Regions from separate parts of the Triticum aestivum genome. Here region 1 is linked to region 2. Evidence: chromatin contacts called from public Hi-C data. All regions are on one chromosome and are shown on one strand. Each heading gives the region's core, a stretch centred on a gene start, on an enhancer-like site or on the middle of the called end of the contact. The rest is flanking DNA. Distances are from core to core; before and after follow the strand shown.

The links. A called contact is a pair of places that touch in the nucleus more often than the background predicts.
Region 1: a contact with region 2 is called in a Hi-C map of leaf, with 4 times the contacts expected there. The contact joins the promoter of LOC123044583 here to the enhancer-like site in region 2. A contact is called at or near these places in 3 of 5 Hi-C or Micro-C datasets (leaf and an unstated tissue) and 1 of 1 datasets of contacts at active chromatin or transcription factors (leaf).

Annotation. Positions count from the first base shown.
Region 1 is chr2B:245,480,768-245,483,467 of IWGSC CS RefSeq v2.1, forward strand. LOC123044583 (G-type lectin S-receptor-like serine/threonine-protein kinase B120) reads left to right here and starts at 1,400. Exons shown (of 9, transcript XM_044467367.1): 1 at 1,400-2,187. The coding sequence starts at 1,523.
Region 2 is chr2B:245,260,776-245,263,475 of IWGSC CS RefSeq v2.1, forward strand. No RefSeq gene overlaps it. Among protein-coding and RNA genes, the nearest start is that of LOC123044582, 15 kb to the left of the region's middle. Within about 2 kb of position 1,251, at least 3 of the 8 cell types and tissues checked have an H3K27ac peak or open chromatin away from gene starts, as enhancers often do. A contact at or near this core is called in leaf, where this site is marked.

The sequences.
Region 1 (2,700 bases), core at 150-2,649, 220 kb after region 2:
AGGGGGCTTTGTGCTATTTTGACAATAATATAACATAATCTGTTCTGCCCTCACACATATCATACCCTAAAAATTCAATAAAACGTTTTGCGGTATACCCTATCCCGATTTTATAAGACGGACATACACCGAATCTGCTAGATATGCTTTACCTTGGTACTTGTGCAGATGTAGGCATTTTTTGTTGCTGCGGGGTGGCATGTAGCTTGAAGAGAACACGACTACATCCAACAATGGACATCGAGGTTGAGTTTGATCTGTTCCAAGCTCGTGCTTGGACAATTAATTTCTAACTGTAGCTAGAGGGATATATTTTTCCCCTAACTGTAAAAAAACAAGACAGCTGCCGCTGAATATGGAACTGGTTTAGACTTGCTTTCATTTCATACGAAAAGTAGAGAATGATTTGAGAGTGCGCAGGACCCTCCAGCCCAAAAGCTCTGGTAGGAGTATATACTAGTGCTAAATCACATAATTATTGCTCCATAAAAGCCATGAAATCCACCTTTGCAAACCAAGTTAGCAGAGGCGCCGCTGCGGGCACAACCTGTGATCATTCCTTCCCGGGCCCCTCTCTGGTTTAAGTTGGTACAGCCAGGAATGCGTGTTGCGGGTCCAATCAAGGAAGCAGCCCCAGACCACTTTACGCGCAGTCACAAGAACCGTACGACGAACCAACCAACAAATGCGGCCATGTTTTCCCGTATGCCTTTCCAGCGGTCGTTGCTCGTTGGTGCATGTTCTGGGAACTCGACGGCCGCAAGCGCGTGCGTGCGCGCGCACGCATTTTTCTTCCACGGCGACACGGCGATCCTGCATCGTCTAGCCACCAAACGCCGTCGCACCGAGAGCAAAACGAGACTCTCAAATGGTTGAAAAAATATATGAAATCTTCCCCGTGCTAAAGGCATGTGTAGAGTACTGAGTTTACAGCTCTTCTTTGGCACGTCGGCAGGACTACCCAGGCAAATGCCTTGTGCATGCCCATATGCACACCACATAGCCACAAAGGTGGTATTCCAGTAGAGCACAAAAAGATCCGGAACCATGGTGGTGTCGCCTTCCCTTTTCCCCCGGCATGTGTGGACGCCGAGGCCGATCTCCCACCATGAGCCCCGTGCTGCGCTGCGCTGTGCTGTGCTGCACTGGGCGACGGCACTCGGGAGATAGGGACACAAGGATCGCGCACGTTATGTTCCGTTTGTATCATGGCCCTCCCCATCCTGCCTTGCCCTGGCCGGGGCTCACACCGTGGGACAAGCCGGGCCACGCACCCCGGCCGCGGCTCACCGGCCGGCAAATCGCTTTTGAACCAACCCGAAAGCAAAGCTACTATACGCGTGCTTAGGCTCTCCGCTAATTAAACAAATCCACGACATCGGTCTCGCCATAACGCACTCCCTCGCCCTCTGTCTGCTCGCCACCAGTGAGGTGGTAGTTGGTGGCTGGCTGGGCGCCCCAGTAGGCAAAATCAGCGAGCCAGGGGGAGGGAGGGAGGGCCTGCTGTGCTGTGTCCACGGCGATGGCGGCTTCCCGTCTCCTCTTCTCGCTCTGCACCGCGCTGGCCGTGGCGGCGGCGGCGGCCACGGACACGCTGAAGCAGGGGGACTCGCTGACGGCGCCGGCGACGCTGGTGTCCTCGCCGTCGGGGGTGTTCGAGCTGGGCTTCCACGCGCCGGACCCCGCGCGCCCGGCCCGCCTCTACCTCTGCGTCTGGTACCGCGACACCCAGCCCAGGACCGTCGCGTGGGTGGCCAACCGCGTGAACGCGGCCGCGGCGGCCGCGCCCTCGCTCACGCTCACGGCCGGCGGCGAGCTCCGCGTGCTCGACGGCGCCGCCAAGGACGGCGCGCCCATGCTCTGGTCCTCCAACACCACCACGCGGGCCGCGCCGCGGGGCGGCTACTCGGCCGTCATCCAAGACTCGGGCTCCCTCCAGGTGCGCGACGTCGACGGCACCGTCATCTGGGACAGCTTCTGGCACCCGTCCGACACCATGCTCTCCGGGATGCGCATCAGCGTCAACGCCGAGGTAAGGGCGCAGGTCAGGGGCCCGCCGGAGCGGATGCTCTTTACGTCCTGGGCCAGCGAGACGGACCCCTCGCCGGGCCGGTTCGCGCTCGGCCTCGATCCGGCCAACCCCAGCCAAGCCTTCATCTGGAGAGACGGCAATGTTCCATTCTGGAGGTCAGCTTCTCCATGCCCCGTTCCCTGCCATCTTTTCCTTGGAGAAGTATAGTTTGCTTCGTTTTTTTGTGTGCCAAATTTTAAATAATTATACTGTAGGAATGTTGTAGAGACTAGTACTATATTTTATTGGGGCATTCATGTGCTTAGTAAATCAGGTGTTATCAACATGCTAGTTCTTCTAAAAAAGGAGTAGTAGTTAACCTGCTAGGTGTTCTGTAATTCTGTTCTTTTGCCATCTACCTAAGGAAATATGGAATCTGTCATCTGGTATGTTTTCTTATATTTCCTTTTAGGAGGTTGTGTATTGTTCATTCCTGAGGCAATCCAGTTTGTGTTTTGTTTTAGTGGTTCCAGTCGGCGCTAGGCAGCATCAGCTGTCGGCTTAGTCTGAATTGCAAATTGCGAGCATCTTCTTTTCGTGTGCTAGACAAACATCATTCACACTTCACTGTACAATGGTGCATCAAAAGGATCAGGTTCAAAAGTGGGAAACTAACTAGCCAGGTGGGG
Region 2 (2,700 bases), core at 1-2,500:
CCCCCTTTCGGGGGCGAATCAGTGTTCATGTCACTCACCTGCCCTCTACGTATTTGACTAATTATGGATCATCAGACAGCACGTTGTCAGCATGGGCTCCTTCATTAGGATATAATTTGGGACGCATGCATCTTGTTCCATCACGCCATGTGACTTCCTGCTTCTGTTGTCGCGCCTAGAGACGAATTCAGAATTGGCTGGTTATATTAGAATCAACGCAACTCTGGTGACAATGGTTGTACTGTCATATACTTTTAGATCATCGACACTGACGAGGAAAGCACGAGCAGTGCGGGCGGGCTCGTCCTACAATTTTCTCCGGGAATTCAGAGAGAAAAGGCATACGAGAGGGCAAAGGAAAACACCAAACCCATAGCTTGGTCCTTGTTTGGTCCATGACAATGACGACCATAATGGAGATCATGGAGGAGAAAGAAAACGACGACGACGACGACAACCGCAAAGATAATAGTAACACGTTCTCTGTTGGCACAGTCAAAACCGCTTGTTTGTCCATCAAAAAAACGCTTGTTTGTCCATCAAGGGCATCATCAGCTTGACTCTCTACGAGAGCTCTCGTTGTTTATCCGGCCCGGTAGTTCCGGGTCTCGATGCAGAGTTGCTGAACAATTTTATTCTGATAGATATGGAGTTGTTGGTCGTGGGCATAGACTTGAGAAGCCAGGAGGAGCTAGATTTCTATAGGGCGTGCCATATGATGTCCATGGGCATAAACTGGCCAGGAGCTGCTGCGCTTTGGGGTTGTTTATGCAGGGAAGTCATTGGATATATATAGAACCTGTCCGCGTCCTTATCTCCCGGATAGCGTGGGACTCCTGTAGATTATGTACAGCGACACAAAACGTAGCTTGAAGAGAACGTCGTATCCAGCGGTCGGCATCGAGTTTCGAGTCTGATCGACCTCGTTCCCTGGAAGCTTACAGCTCGTTTCCAAACAAGAAAGCTGCTGCTCCATCGAACCAGTTTAAGCTCTCTCTTTTCTTTTCCTGCTGCACTGCAAAAGGCAAAGCGAGAATGATCTAAATATTATTCTACCGAGTGAATCACATTATTCGCCTTTCCGGGGTGTGGGCAGTGGGTGACACTGATCATTCATTCCTCCGGTTCCTGAACTCTCGGTTTTTCTGTTGGTACAGCTAAAAATCCGTGTTGCGGGTCCAAGCAAGCAGTCGAGACCGCTTTACGCTCGTGGGACATGTAGTACGACCCACCGACCTGGTCCATCTATCCGCGGGCTTTCCGGCGGCCGGTCGTCACGCCATGCGTGTGTATGTTATACGGGAACTTGATGGCCTCACGTGCGCCGATTTTTCTTGTGTAGCAACATAGTTATGATATCTCTTTGTCTAACCATTGTTGTATTTTCTCGCCCAAAGCCTCGAGGTAGTTATCCAAGAGGGCATGGCTAGGTCTCAGTCGATTGAGATTTAACCAAATGTCAGTCAAGTGATATAATATGCAAGAGAGAAAAAAATTGAAAAAAAAATTATGCATGGATGTAAATATAAATATAAGTTCACATGGATATCATCGACTGAGACTTAAGAAAGTCTCAATCAACTAAAACTTAGCAAGACTGTATTCCCGATTATTGAATTCTGACTGTTATAGTAACTCTTTATTCAAGGCTCAAGAGTAGGGCCGAAGCGAAAAAGGATTCTTCCTGAACCAAAGTTAAGCACCTTGTCCACCTGGATCACATCGCATCACTTCATAGATGCGCTAGTGAAGGAACAAGTCACTCCACTACAACACAAAAAGAGGTTGTGGACTTGTGCTGGTGGTGGTGTGCCACTGGTGTCCCCATCCTGGCTTGTCGTATCACCTCTCCTTTTCTTCGTCAATGAACGCACACGTACAAGTACAACACGCCAGATCTTGGGCCATGCCCAACACTATCCTTAAAACGGACACGACACGGTATTTGTCTGTGGACCAAGGGGTGCTGCGGTAGGATATCTCAGTTTGCATCCGCTTTGCAAGAATTCCGACAACCGGACTGGTCGGCAGACCAATGAAGTACCGTGTTCAATGGCAAATTGCATCCGAACGTTGTGGACTTTTTGAGGGTCCGCATTGGAGATGCCCATACACCACTTTTCGTCATCTTCGTCGGCATCACCACTTTATTAGCCGGCACACTCCCTGTCACCGTTGCCCACTGCCATAATTAACTTCTAGTACTCGACACAATAACTTCTCATAGGCTCCAGGGAAAAAAAACTTCTCATAGAGACAAATTAGGCCATGCAAAATGCTTAAAGAGGTGTTTGTGGAAACAAACCATTTTTTCATAAGCATTCATGCCTATATGTAAAGCAGAGGGTTTTGGTGATCATCTTTGGCAAACCTAACCCCTACCCGGCGCAAACATATTCATTGCATTCAGAGAGAAAAATGTTAATCTGAGCTAACTATTTAGATATAAAAGATTAGTCGGTGAAGGAAGATTAAAGTCTACATGAATCGTACACCAAAGAAGAATGTCGAATGGGCATGAAAGGAACAAAAGACATATTGTTTCCTTTTCATCAAAAAATAACACTTTTTATATCCAGAAATTCGCAGGGACACATAGGTGCAGGGGCACGAACCTGCCCATTCGTTCTCAGCCATCTGATTGCGTTAAGATTCATAAACTTGATTAGTCTTATGCCTTTGACTACTGTAGTGCGGGAT